Regions from separate parts of the Mus musculus genome. Here region 1 is linked to region 2. Evidence: chromatin contacts called from public HiCAR-type data. All regions are on one chromosome and are shown on one strand. Each heading gives the region's core, a stretch centred on a gene start, on an enhancer-like site or on the middle of the called end of the contact. The rest is flanking DNA. Distances are from core to core; before and after follow the strand shown.

Region 1 (7,108 bases), core at 3,038-5,537, 1.2 Mb after region 2:
TTCCCCACCCTTTTCCTTGGGATTTGCCCAGGTTCTACCTAATATTTGGCTGTGGGTCTCTGCATCTGTTTCCATCAGTTGCTGGGTGCATTGACTGTTGGGCTAGACGGCAATCTATGAGTATAACAGACAATCATTAGGAATTCTGCTCCCATAATTTCTGTGCCACCTTAACCCCTGCACGTCTTGTAGGCAGGACAAATTGTAGGTCAAGGATATTGTAGCTGGGTTGGTGTCCCAGTCCCGCCACTAAGTCTGGCCTGGTTGCAGGAGACTTTGGCTCAGCCCGCATCCCCCATTGCTAGGTCCCTAGGTTCACGCATCAACTCCTGCATATTCCCATTGCCTTAGGCGTCCAGCTCATCCCATAGATGCCCTGATTCCAGTTTATCTCCCAGTTCTCTCTCCCTCCATCCTTCCCACTTCCTATTCCCATCCCCACTCTCCACACCCGTCCATCATGCCACAAGAACACTTGCTCAGGGGCTGGCAAGATGGCTCAGCGGGTAATAGCACTGACTGCTCTTTGGAAGGTCATGTCATGAGTTCAAATCCCAGGAATCACATGGTGACTCACAACCACCCGCAATGAGATCTGATGCCCTCTTCTGGCGCATCTGATGAGCTACAGTGTACTTATGTATAATAATAAATAAATCTTTGGGCCAGAGCAAGCAGGGCCAACCAGAATGAGCAGAGGTCCTAAAAATCTTCAATTCCCAACCACCACATGAAGGCTCACAGCCATCTGTACAGCTACAGTGTACTCACATACATACATACATACATACATACATACACATACACACACACACATACATACATACATACAGTGTACTCACATACATACATACATACTCACATACATACATACATACACACACACACATACACACATACACACATACATACATACATACATACATACATACATACATCTTTTTAGAAAGGAAGGAAGGAAGGAAGGAAGGAAGGAAGAAAACACTTGCTCAGTTCTGTTCGTAACAGCCAGAAACTGGAACCTCTTTTTAATGACTTACTTTTGTTTCACATACATGGATGTTTTGTCTGCATGTATGGCATGTATGTTTGCATGAGGGTTGGGAACTGCCATGTGGGTGCTGGAATTGAACCTGAATCCTTTGGAAGAAGAGCCAGTGCTCTTAACCACTGAGCCATATCTCCAGCTCTGACCAAAAAAAAAAAATTAAACAATTTTCTGACCGCTTTTGCTTAGAAAAATAGTTTTGTTTTTCAGATGACTTTCACACGGCCTGCCAACCACAGACAACTCACTTTTGAAGAAATTGCCAAAAGTGCCAAAATCACTGTCAACAAGGTATGGTTCTGGGACTCGGGTCACAGCAGCAGTGCTACCACACCTCTGGCAGAGGTCTGGCCTCAGCGAGCACTGTGCTCCCAGCGTGTCTCATGAAGCCCCCTGCACAGGTGGAGTTGCTGGTGATGAAGGCACTCTCGGTGGGGCTGGTGAGAGGCAGCATAGACGAGGTGGACAAGCGGGTTCACATGACGTGGGTGCAGCCGCGAGTGCTGGATTTGCAGCAGGTAAGGGGGCTGGGCCCCTGCCCTTTGCGGGTTTACCAATGCTGTCCTAGTTTTATGTGGACAGAAGCCATTTAGGAAGCGGACGCTGTCGCACACAAGGTGGGATTACTGCTGTGGAGGCCTAGCAAAGCAGCCCTCTGAGGTCTGCGCCCTGCACTTCCAGGCTGGCTGCGCTGCTGATGCCTCCTAATCCTGAAATTGCTGCTCCAGCAGACGTGTTCCTGGTTTTGTGACTTGATCCCATGCCCTATCATGTTTCCCGGACATTTAATCCTGTGCTTTCCTCATTCTTTTTTCTTTCATGGGAGATTTTAGAATGTCCTCGTGATCAGATTTGGCACAGTGACTCCATTACACACCTCCACCTTCAGCTCCATTGCCCTTAGCTTTTCCCAGAAAAGAACTAGAGGCTCAGCCCTCCCAGACTCCCTTGCAGCTGATACCCATGTGATCCCGATTTGCCTTTAGATCAAGGGGATGAAGGACCGTCTGGAGCTTTGGTGCACTGATGTGAAGAGCATGGAGATGCTGGTGGAACACCAGGCTCAGGACATCCTCACCTAGTGCCCCGGTGTCCTGCAGACCCTGCCGCACCTTGCAAGGCAATTCTGTGGCCCCCGAAACCATCAGCAGAGATCTGTATTCACTTGGGATGGAGTTTAGGATCCTGCTCGGAGTGGGAACTGTTCTTGCTATAAAAGCAGAGAACTGTCGCTGGTGGGGGGGTGACTACTTGGAGAAGGCTCCTGTGTGGGGTCTTTTGTAGCCTGCAAGGGGTGGGAAGGGGGGCTCCAGGCCTAGGTGATGAGAAAGGGCACGAATGGGAATGGGGACAGGGTAGTCTCCACCCAGCTCCACCTGAGTGGACTTTGTCCAGTGTGGTCTGAGTGCTGCTCTAATAAATGCCTTGGCATTGTTCTCTTGGTGCTTCTGTTCTTTGCCTTAGCTCCTTAGCCAATCCTGTGTCTGAAAGAAAAAAGAAATGAGCATGTACGCTGGGACTCAGGGTCGGTGGGGACTTGCCTTACTCCTCCCCTATCACCATGCACAGGACCACCACCAAAGAAGTAAGTTCTGTATTGTCAGACAGGGAGGCATTAGTTCCTTTTTGCAGTCGTCTTCAGAGCATTCTCAGACTCAGGCATCCACACTCACCACCCAGCATCACTAAGGCACCGGATATTAGGAGTGCCGCGCTCAAGAATCTGCACGAGCAGTAGGCAGATGGACATGTTTAATGAAATCTCTCAGGGATGTGCAACTTCATGCTGCGGAGCTCTTTTTATAGCTCTCCAAGTGGGCTAAGACCCATCCTGCTGGAACCATGAAGCCAACGACTATGGCTGAGATCCCCACAGCCTGCTCCTGTGGAAAGAAAGCAAACATGAGTCCACTGGCCACTAGAAGGTTTAGGCCTGGCCATGGGCCAGGGTAACTTCCCTGTTCTTAGACTCCTGGGGCAGGAGCATCCCTCCAGCTGGGGATTACTCCCTTGCTCTTCCTCTCTGTTGGCAGCCATAGTCCCCATTTGCCTTCGGCTTCTCTAGGCAGGCTTGTGAGCAGGCAGGCTCTGCTGTGTCCGAGCTTGGCAGCCTGGAGCCCTTAGCAGGGAGAATGACCTCAGAAATCAGGAGAAACAGCCTTGGGCTTCAGAGCCCAAGATCCTGCCTAGCTGAAGCAGCTCCCAGTAAGGCAGAGGTTCACTCAGCTCCTGTCGGGTCTTAGGTTCCAGGGTGCTATGCAGAACAGCTAAGGTTTCCATTGTTATAAACAAACACTGGGCCTTTCTCAGAAACCAGTCCCATTCAGAAGCCAACCGGGTAAGGTCAGACGCCTGCCTTGTGTGTCTCGTGAGCAGTGGTGACCCCCATCAGGCGCTCTGTCTTCTCAGTAGCTTTAGGTAGAGAAGCAGATTCTGAGGTATCAACTGCACGGACACCCCGAGTTCCCTCTAAATAGGGCCTGCGCCCAGGTCTTCCTAACGCTGTCAGTACTTCATTCGGAAACCAGTCCTTCCTGTTGACCTCAGTCCTGAGTTCAAGCAAATTTGGCATAGAATGGGGATCTTAGTCTGGGCTGAGTAGCTCTGTGTGTGACCGCAGGACCTGGGTGTTTTATATATGTGAGGTAGACACACTTTATATGTCCAGTTTTATCAGGTTTGCTACTATTTTAGTTCCCCCTCAGAGCAGCCCACCTTTCCCCTTAATAGTGGAATAAAAACATCCTGATAGGAGTCCTGTATCCTACTTGAACTCTGCCCCCTAGTTCTGTCACTGTCGACCTTGGCCAGAGGTATGAGAGGCCCGAGGACAGTCCCCACCCCACCATTTGTAGCCCCTGAGAGCCTGGCCCACAGGCAGTGGTGCCAGAGCCCTCTTCTGGCACCCAGACACGGTCTTGCATAAAACCCTGATACCTAGCACCACGTCCTCCCCTCTCCTTTATCACTTTAATCTTCCCTGTTGCCCTGAAGCCCAGGGAATGCCGCCTCAGAAGTTACTTACCACGGCGGAAGTGGGAGTTTTGGCTGGCTTGGCAGAGACATGGGCTTTGGGAACCACTGTGAACTTCGCAGGCGCTTGGAGCAGCCGCAGGATAGGGGGGAGCCTTGGCATGATTCTCGGGGTCGCACTCCTTCCTTGGCCCCAAAGAGGCACCCTGAATGTCCGCTGCACGTCCTCTGACCACTTAGGTAGCCAGCTGGGGCTTTTTATAGCTGGGGTGGAGAGCTGCAGCTGTCTCCTGTCACAAGACTTGGCAGAAAGGTGGCTGCTGGTAACTGGGAGAGAGCCAGTCTGTCCTGTGAGCCTGCTGTGAGCCCCTCAACGTGTAGGGCCCTTCCATACAAGATTTACTTCTTTGCAGAGAGAGACTTCAATGGGACAAACCCAGGAAAGTCAGACTTTAAAATGCAAGAGATGTGGTATACTTTAAAAAAATAAACCTTAACTCTTGGGGTATCAACCAAACAATACATACAGAGCCTGCATTGAAGTCCTGCGACCTGGTTGCTGCAAAGGAACAGAAGTAGAGTGTAGACCAGGCACGTTCTGAGTGTCAGCTGTGGGCAGGAACTATGTCTGGGGTCAGACCCTTGTCCCCAGTCAAGGCACCAGGCTGGGTGAGCCCCAGCACCCAGGCCTCTACAGATAGTGTGCTGTCCGTTTCTCCCCAGACTTGTGTTAGTGCTGTGTTATCCTGCTCCCTGGAAGACTGTCACCCTGCAGACCCCACTCTCCCTCCCATGGGCCCCTCTCCTCTGTCCCCAGGCAGCTGTCCTCTTATCCCAGCTGATTCCTACCAAACGCAAAGGGCAGTTTCCCCGCACTGTCAGCCTTGCTCAGTTGCTGGGTGTCCTTCTGTCTCATTCAGTCTCTTCCTGACCTCGGGTCAGCCTCAGGCTCTTGGGTCTCCATCTGGTCTTTCCAGACCTCCTGGCTCAGACCTCCTGGCCCTGGACCGCCTGTGCTTTAGCACTGCCTGCTTCTCAGTCACCTGAGACCGACTGTGATCGGGACAGACTAACCACCAAAGGCTCTGCCCACCTCAGGGCCAAGTTCTGTCCTTCTCCAGCAGCAGTCTCTTATTTGCTCTGGAATTTATACTCCACTTCCAACACACCAGTAGCACCACAGCCCAGAGATTTGCTCCCTGTCTTCCCAAACTTTAACCTCAAACACTTCTACTTTGGATTCTACACATTGCCTCAGACAATTCTTGTAAAGCAGCCTACATAACTGCCTATGATCTGCCTCCTCCCACGGGCTGCATGCACTGTCTCCCCACAGCCTCCGAGGCCTGACTGGCATCCATAACACTGTCAGCACACAACTAGCGCTTTTTACTGGTCACCCCCTTCTATTCTCTCATATCTGTTCAGGTCACAAATGGCGTCTGAAGTGTATCTTGCTCCGCCATGTGCTCCCTTGACTAGTGGAGAAGGTTTGTGAGGGGTAGGACCTCCACGTTCTCCGCTGAGTCTTTAGGACTTAGAGCAGTTTCTGGTTTAGCAGGATGTTCATCGAGGTAGGCAGTCAGGATGTATGGATGATAAGTGCGTGGGTAGTCAGTTGGGCAAGAAGATGTAAGGATGTATGGATGATCATACACTGTATCATATACCAGGCCTAACCTAGACTAGGTAATAAAAGCTGGGTTATCTTCAGGGAAAATGTTTCATTATCAGAAGGAATTGTCATGGCTGGTAAAGGCCACAGCCCAATATGCCCCATAGTTGCTTTCAGACAATATTGGTGTGAGCCCAAGATGGGAAATGTGGTCACGGGGCATTTAGCCTTGTCCTTGGCCATTGTATGCACCCCTAAAGTTAGCCAGGTCACCACCCTTCCTGGAGACCACTGTGCCCTCCTTTGTTTAGAAACGGCAATGAAGGGAATGTTTCACTAGGCACTTGACTTTTATTCTTCCTGAGAAGAATTGGCTGTGGATGTGGGACTCCTTAAGCTCCACCTACCCAGTAGGCCCAGTCCAGTCCAGCAAGGAGACGCGTCCAAGGAGGTCAGAGGGAGGGCTCCGATGGGGAGGTTAATTGAATGTTATTTCCCCCAGCCCTGAGCTCCAGATTCCAGCCTCAGGCTGTGGGGGGCCTCTTCCTCTCCTTCACTGTAATCCTTTCCACCTAAACCTTTAATTACAGCCTTGGGGTCCTGTGGGGATAAGGCTGTAGGCCTGAGCAGTTTGTTCAGTCTTCCACGGACATTTCCTCTTTCACAAATAAGACCTGTGTCTAACCTGTCCAGGCCGGCTTCTGGAGGAGGCCTCCGTCTCTGCCTTTCTGGGCTCGGGCCATTTTCTGACTGGCTGTTGGCAGGGCCGTCTCTAGATTGCAAGACTGCCCTAGGCCCGGATCAGGTCACCTTTCTCAGAGCGGCTCCAAGTTCTGTTAGCAGTGTCAAGACAGCTGAATCTCTCCCTTTTCAGCCCTCTCTGGTACTTTGTTTTAAGAGAAGGTTTAGGCTTACAGACGGGTTGTGAAGACAGGGCAAAGTGTTTCCGTGGGACCAGTGCTGCTCCCCATTACTAATACAGAAGTAGGAGCAAGCCCAGGTCATGTTGTGCAACACTGGAGAAGCACTGCAAATGGGATATGGGGCGGAAAGATCCATATCCGACACCTCCTAGCCCAGCCATGGTGGACGAGGCCTCAGTGAGGCAGGTTGGAGGGGGGTAGCCAGTGCACAGAGAATCCACAGGTCCCCCTAGAGCCCAGGTGGTCACACCACTGAGAGCCCTCCACTCCCTCCCCAGACTTTCTGGCCTTCCAGAACTCTCCAGGCACAACCCAACCCCTTTTCATTCCTCCACTGACGTGGTCTCTATCCCGCTACTCTGAGTACAAGAGTGGTTGCCTCTCCTCCCTGGTCTGCCTTATACTTAAAGAAGAAGAAAACAGTGACGTGCAGTATAGAATAGAAATGAAGGCCTCGAGGAGCAGCCAAGAAAACTGAGCCATCGAGAAGTCTTAGTACAGGCCGGCCGACCGTAGCTTGGCCTGAACATGAGTGCCTCTCTGGGTGTG
Region 2 (6,964 bases), core at 2,409-4,908:
GGATCCACCGCTCAGTGCAAAGCCAGCAGGAGTGGGAGAAATTCCTGCTGATGGCACAGACAGCTATCAGCACTTTAATTAAGAACATTTCCAGTCGATACTTTGAAGGAACATCTCATTTACATCAACTTCCTCTTAGAGGTTTTCCAAATAGCCACAAGCAGGTCCCCAAGCCGGTAGGCTGAGGTCTGGACTTGAACTGGCATCTTTGATGCTGGAATTCACATTGACAAAATCCACCCGGTCTCTTGTTTGTAGCAAGATCCTCACAAAACCTGTGAGAGACCCCCTCTTTAGAATTTGCTGATAGTCTGTGGCTTTCAAGCAGCAAGCCCAGAGCTCCCATGCCCAGGTATCTGGGAACCCAGGTGTGATGCTCATATTGGCATAGCTATTTGCCAAAGTGCCTACCAAAAGCAAACCCACAACCAAACCCCACTACACTAATGTTTTAAGAAGCATGGACCAGGAGTAAGGGCTGTGTCATTATTTCCTTTGCTTTGAATCCCGATGTGTCTTTAAGGCGTGTGGCAATATCCATAGATTTCTAGGAAGAACCCGCTGACAAGTCAGAAACCCAAGCCCTACCTTGGAAGAGAGAGAGAGGTCTATGTGAATCGTAATCAGGGACTCATCAGGGCTGTTAGGGCTGCCACCCCACTCACAGCATCAGCTCTGCCCGCCACTCCTTGTCCTCCTCTTCTGTCTGATTTAACACAGTGATGATTTGGGAGAGGCTGGGAATCACGAGGTGGTGGTATCCAGGCTTCAGGAAGGGCCGCACCATGTTCCAGTAGAGGACAGAAGCATTGAACACCAAGAAGTAATACCTGGGTCAGGAGTAGAAATCAGAATGTTGGAGGCACAGGGCTGGGGGTATCCGGGTTCCTGGACCCATTCAGGAGGGGAGTGAAGGTGTGTCCAATCACCATCAGACGCAGGCACCTCATTTAGGGTACTCCTCACCAATCTGCATCGGCACCAGGATGCAGAGCCACCCCGACAGCCCTTTCCCACACGAGCAATGGCTGTCTCACTCACAGTGGTGATGACACGGCTGGGCTAGGTTCAGTCATTCCACAACTAACCACACCCTATGAAAATACAGTCAGAAGCAAGGGAGGAAAGAACATGGAAGGCTTCCTGGAGGAGGTGGCATCTGACTGTGACCTGGAAGAAGTCCAAGAATCAGCCAGGAGCTGAGTAGGCAAAAGATGGTCAGTCAGACAGATGAGTGTGTTGCAGTGGAAGTGAGGGACTGTAGGACAAACTCCATGTCCGATCATAAGCTCTTGAGAAGGGTGTTGAAGATGTATGAGAGCTACCTCCCAGCATCTTCCTCTGAGTGGCAGGTCATCACCTGAGGGAGTCACACAGGGCACTTTCTTACTATAAAGCTGCTTTCTGGAGTGGACAGGCTTGACATTCTATTACTGGTTGGTTACTGGACAGGTCATTGCTGCTCATTATCCAGGAAGGAGGGAGAGAAACCAAATGGCCAACTGCCGGACCAGTGATTCCCAGTCACCTGTCGGGCCCATTTATAACTGTCTCCAAGACCCTTGCAGTGGGACATGGCTAGGAACTGGATGGATCTATTTGAAAACATTCACTGTGCTAAGATCTCTGGTGTAGCACGGGCTTCTGACTCTTGGAGGGAGGGAGCAGCAGTGGGTGCTGGGGTGGCTCATCCAGGCTTGTAGGGCTGCACCTTGGACCCTTGTGCCTATGCATTCAGTAACTTGATAAGGATATCAACCAATGAGCAGTGGGCATGGGCGGGATGAGCAAAAGCTACTGCTAATGTTGGGTCCCACTGCATGTGTGCCAATGCCAGTGTATGCCAACTTAACCATTTCAACAATCGAATTTGGGTTTGGGTAGGGAAAAAAAAAAAGACAACCACCATCTAAAAAGCGGTGCTAGAGTCGTGGCTGCAGCCAGGAAGCCTTGGCTCAGGGCCAGCGGACTACAGTCTCCACAGAAGAACCTGAAGCGTGCCCTTCTCCCTTCAGAGAGACCCAAAAGCCAGGAACAAGGAGTTCTGGGGGACAGGTTGGGAAGGAGGCCACCGAGAAAACACTTTGAGAGCCATCTACAAATCTCAGTGAGCCCTGAGCAAGCACAGCATAGGAAGTCTGCATGGGTATGGCTGGCCTTCCCAGCTAGTAAGACAAGCCTGTGTCATAACTCCATTCGTTACAAGCACAAAACAGAAAGGAGAAGGGATGGATGTCAGAAAGAGAAATGACATCGCTTGCTTCTGTGGGCACCAGAGTCTTATGCAATCAAGTAGAAGCAGACAGACAGTTCAGCATACCTACCTCGGTTCTCCTTTTGCAAAGTTTATGGCCTTCATGTACTGTGTCACGCAATTTTCAAATTCTTCCTAAGACAGCACAAAGAATACCCAGGTGAGCCAACTAGCCACCCCAGCACCCACTGCTGCTCATCTTCATTCCTGGCATCCAATGCAAACTGGTTTTCACCCCAGCTTATGCACAGTCCGGGGACAGCGAAGACCCTTGAGCAACCACAGCTGGCTGTGCCTGTGGGTTCCAGACTCTCCCACCTCCCGCTCTGCCCAGCCCAGGAAGGGCTTTGGGGGAGAGAAGACAGAAAGGTCATAGCACCCCCTTGCAGAGGTGGGAGGTCATATGGACTCATGTCAGGCACCTGGCGAGTACCGAGCGGAGAGAAAAGCACAAATGGGAACTGCCGATGTTTTTTGCATCACTGTGAAGGAGACTCTGGTTCCTCAGTCCCATTTTGCTTTAAAGCTTCTCTAAGACCTGCCTTGCTGCCATCCCTGGAGGTGGGGTGAGAAGTGGAGAGGGGTAGTCTTACCACATTTTCCTCTGACTGTGGGGCACAAAGCTGGGCCCTGCACAGGTGCGCTCGGCCCAAAAACTGAGTGATTGGCGCCTTCACTTTGAAGTACATCTGGATGCAGTCTTCGCTTATCTCAGGCTCTTTCATCTGTAGGAGATTGAAGCCAGGAAGAGGAAGGAAGATGCCCAGGATGAAGGCGCTCTGGGTCACTGGTGAGGCTAGCTTGGTCATTTCTATACTCACAACACTCATCAAATGTCCCATCCACCCTAACCCTGTGCCGTTTACACCCAAAGATGTGAAGGTGGGGACAGGTTCATTGTGTGCCAGTGACAGCCAGTCACTCAAGGGCTTCACCTTGAGTGCCTGCTCTGCACACAGCACAAACAGGTCCGGGCTGAAGCTCTCTGTGGGGTCAAGCTCCGACTTTCCCAGGTTTGCAGACTTGATCAGTTCATAAGCTCTTCGCAGGGCAGTTGCATCTATCGGGCAGAGGATCAGCAGAGGGGCCCAGCATAGGTATGTCAGAGAGACACAGTCCACAGTCCCTGGAAGAGCCTTCCTCTGGCACAGAAATATGGGTCTGAATTCCTGGCCAGGTTGCTTTCAACCATCCCCACTCAGCGACTAGGCCAGGGTTCAACAACTGTATCCACCGCATCGCATCACGGACTTTTGTGCCACTCTACTTAGGTCAAGGGGTTCCCATCAGCAAAGTTAGAGTGAGACCCACCTTGTTGATTCCGGGCACGGGCCAGTTCCTGCGTTATGATCAGGTCCATGGCCCTGGAGGCCCTCAACTATACAGCTCCACTGCTGGACCAGTAGCGGTTGCCTAGAGACGGGGCCCAGACCAAGGACGCGGGAGCTCGGGGCGGGGCTACACTTGAGGAGTCCGTGACGCTGGGAGTAGGGAGGGGAAGGGGGCGGGGAAGTAGACAAGAAGCAGGCGGAGCGGAACTGATGGACACCGAGTGAGGCCAGGTCAAGAACTCTTGAGTGTTGAATTGGCACCCAGGGCACCCATACCATGCTGTCTTCACTTTCCTTGCCAGGCTGCGCTCACCTCCCATCCATCCACCCATGTTTCTGTGTCCTGCTCTGTTGCGGCACAGAAAGACAAGGGAACTCCACAAAACCTCCCTGCTCCGGTAAGCGCGGGCTGGACGGATGCAGGAAAAAGATCTAACAGAAGATGCCTACCAGAGCAGGAAGGTGGGCTGCTGGGTACCAGTCGGACAGGGAAGTTGCCAGCCTCAGAAAGCGTGCCCCTTTCTATCTGCAAGGGCCACCTGTGGCGGGTCTACATGTGTGACATTATCTAAGGGATCTGAGGAGTGAAGACTGAGTAGACCCGCCTGTAGCTGCTGCCTGGGCAAGAAGCCTTGGAATTGGAGCAGTTCTGGGATCAGGAAGGATGCGGGGGGTGGGGTGGGGGGACGCCACAAACGCTCTAGAGCCCTTGTTCGAGGATCACTCTTAGAGATGACTTTCATTAAGACATAGTAGTCTTGGAGGTCCAAGCTGGGGCAGAGCCCGGAGCTGCAGGAGGAGCTGCGCTTCATCAGCTGAGAAGCAGTGGTCGGTGGGCAATGATGGAGATCCCCGGGGCAGCAGGTGGGCAGCAGGTTAGCAGGCGTATAGGCAAAGACAAAGCTGACTCTAGTATCCTAAATGAGCGTTTAGAACGGCGTGCAGAAGGACAAACGTGTATACAAGATCTAAGGGAAAAAGCCGCAGTCCCCAAGGCCACGCCCCCAGTGACCTACTTCCTCTAGCCAGACACCACCTCTTAAAGAATACCGAACCTCTCGAAATAGCGCCACCTGCTGGGACTATGAGTCAGCACATGAGCCCGTGAGACCTTAGCAGGCGCAAACTAAAAAACCACAGAGGGAGAAACAGATAAAATCTTTCCTCAGAAGTAGAGTCTTCTGATCTTTTGAAAGAAGCTGTTAGGAAAATGAAAAGGTAGACTACAGGTTAGAAGAAAACATTCATAATAAAATCTAATACAAGACCTGTGTCTAGATTATATAAGAGTTCAATGGATAAATCACAGGCAAGTTTTAGAAGATGCCAAAGACTTGGATAGACACTTGACAACGTGAGCTACTTGACTACCCAGTGAGCAGGGAATGAGTGCAGCCGCCACCGTTGCCAGTAATCAGAGAAACAACACAAAGAAATGCCTCCCACATTCAAACCCATTAGTGCAGCTAAAATCAAGAAGCCTGATGATAGAGGTCCTGGTGGGGACAAACAGCTGCATGTGCCACACAGCTGGTGGGGATAAAGTGACAATCACCGAAAAACTGGGAGCTCTAAGTAAACTGAGGCATGTACTTGACTCATGACCCAGAAATTCTCCTCTTATAATGAGTACCCTTTGAAGTTCTAGAGACCAAGGGAGGGAGGGAGGGGGGAGGAGGAGGAGGGAGAAGAGAGAGAGAGAGGGGGGAGGGAGAGGGAGAGGAAGTTAGTTCATGGCTGCTTTGTTCAAGATAGCCCAAGGCTCAGTGACCCAGATAGCCAACAAAGACCTCAATAAAGATGGTTGGTCACACAAGGGGCTGTGGCTAAGCAATAAAGAATGACCCTGCAGGCAACAATCCATGATGAGTTCTGGCAATGTGGAACAGTGGGCATCTGGTGTGTGTGTGTGTGTGTGTGTGTGTGTGTGTGTGTGTGTGTGTTGTGTGAGAATGTTGGAGAGAGCCATAAAGGTTTCTCACTGAGAGGCTGGGCTGTTATGCTCAGACCTACTGTCAGAGAAATTGATGGTGAAGTTTCCCCCCTGGCTTGGTGCTGGACGCAGGTGGTACACGTTCACCAGGCCTTTTAGCCAGAGACATCTTGGTTTATGTTCATTTTTTTTTTCTTCCATGATAGAACCAAAGAAAACACAAAGCCCCTGAGTTCCAGTAAGGAACTCCACCTGGAAGGAGGTGCAACAGAACTGGGGCTCCTCCTAGGCCTGGGCAGATCATGGGGGTCAGGGGATCCAGGGGTGAGATGTCTACCACAGGAAGTTTTGAGGTACTTTCTTACTTTCCAGAACTTGAGGGTGCTTAGGGCAAGAGTCTGTTAGGGTGGAGAGCACATACATGGGGTTTACTGGGGGTGGGGGCAGGGGCGGGGGTTTCATGGCTCCAGCTACTGTCCTGTATCATGGGAGTTTTATCTTTCATATGGCCAACCCGAGAGGATATTGAAATTCAATTCTGCAGTGTGGGTTTCATTGAATATGGGTCTCGTTTGCACTTTCATGAGGTGGGAAATCTCAACCATCTGTGTGGGGGTGTGTAATAAAATTGAGTATGCCTGATATAATTCTGAAACGTAAATGTCATATATGTTTTTCAAGGGTTCCCAGAGCAGTATTCCACCTTGGAAGTAGCAACCTTGCGTCTCTCCACTCCAATGACAATGCTGACGTGGATCTTTATTTGTAAAGGTTCTCTGTAGTGCGTATAGAGCAGTAAATATAAAGATATTTACTTCCACCGAGTAAACATCGCTCAAACATTATGTAGCCCTGTGTTCCCAAATCCAAACACATTAAATATTAAAACTCATTTTTCCTGGTTACATAGTAGCTATAAATATGAAGAATGTGACACAAAATATTTTTTTCTTGCTAGATGTGTTTCATTTTGCCAAGGCCACTCAGGCCCCTGACTCCAAGAGTGTGATACTATGGAGTTCATGATGCTATCTCTGAAACTTACTCCCTCATCTAGCAGATGTCACCCGCTGCTCTTTGTCTGTAGAAGTGCTGGAGACCGAGCTCTGTCTCCTGGCTGACCGCAGAGACCCTCGTGTGAGGCTCTTCTGAGGTGGGGCCACCTGAGATTGGGGTTTGCTGGCTTTTATTCAAGTTGTTCTTCATACTCCCTTCTGAGTCTCAGATGCCCAGGTGCCACTGGCCCCCACCCATGGCAGGAAGTCCTTAAGACCCTACCGGGCAGTTGAGCTCAGTATCGTCAGCCTTTCTGATTGGAAATGTCATTTTCGTCCACCAAGGGCACATTCCTACCCCTTCTAGACACAGCTGGGTGTCCTCAAAGCTGACCCACCTTGGGCAGTATTTCCTCAGCATGGGGTCCCACAGACTATGGCTGTCTCTCAA

The links. HiCAR-type assays count read pairs that join an accessible place to other places.
Region 1: a HiCAR-type map of astrocytes shows a contact between it and region 2, with 4 times the contacts expected there. The contact joins the promoter of Cox8b here to the promoter of Cfap46 in region 2. A contact is called at or near these places in 2 of 39 promoter capture datasets (hippocampal neurons and stem cell-derived epiblast-like cells) and 2 of 115 datasets of contacts at active chromatin or transcription factors (astrocytes and pancreatic cancer cells).

Annotation. Positions count from the first base shown.
Region 1 is chr7:140,896,159-140,903,266 of GRCm38.p6, forward strand. Cox8b (cytochrome c oxidase subunit 8B) reads right to left here and starts at 4,288. Exons shown (of 2, transcript NM_007751.3): 1 at 4,074-4,288; 2 at 2,784-2,931. The coding sequence starts at 4,184. The coding sequence ends at 2,830. Psmd13 (proteasome (prosome, macropain) 26S subunit, non-ATPase, 13) reads left to right here. Exons shown (of 13, transcript NM_011875.4): 11 at 1,259-1,339; 12 at 1,450-1,566; 13 at 2,035-2,484. The coding sequence ends at 2,130.
Region 2 is chr7:139,680,157-139,687,120 of GRCm38.p6, forward strand. It overlaps Cfap46 (cilia and flagella associated protein 46), which reads right to left and starts at 3,659. Exons shown (of 59, transcript NM_001302546.1): 1 at 3,566-3,659; 2 at 3,190-3,314; 3 at 2,848-2,979; 4 at 2,325-2,389; 5 at 666-830. The coding sequence starts at 3,614. Gm32680 (a long non-coding RNA gene) reads left to right here and starts at 3,898. Exons shown (of 3, transcript XR_389968.2): 1 at 3,898-3,983; 2 at 5,725-5,871; 3 at 6,200-6,586.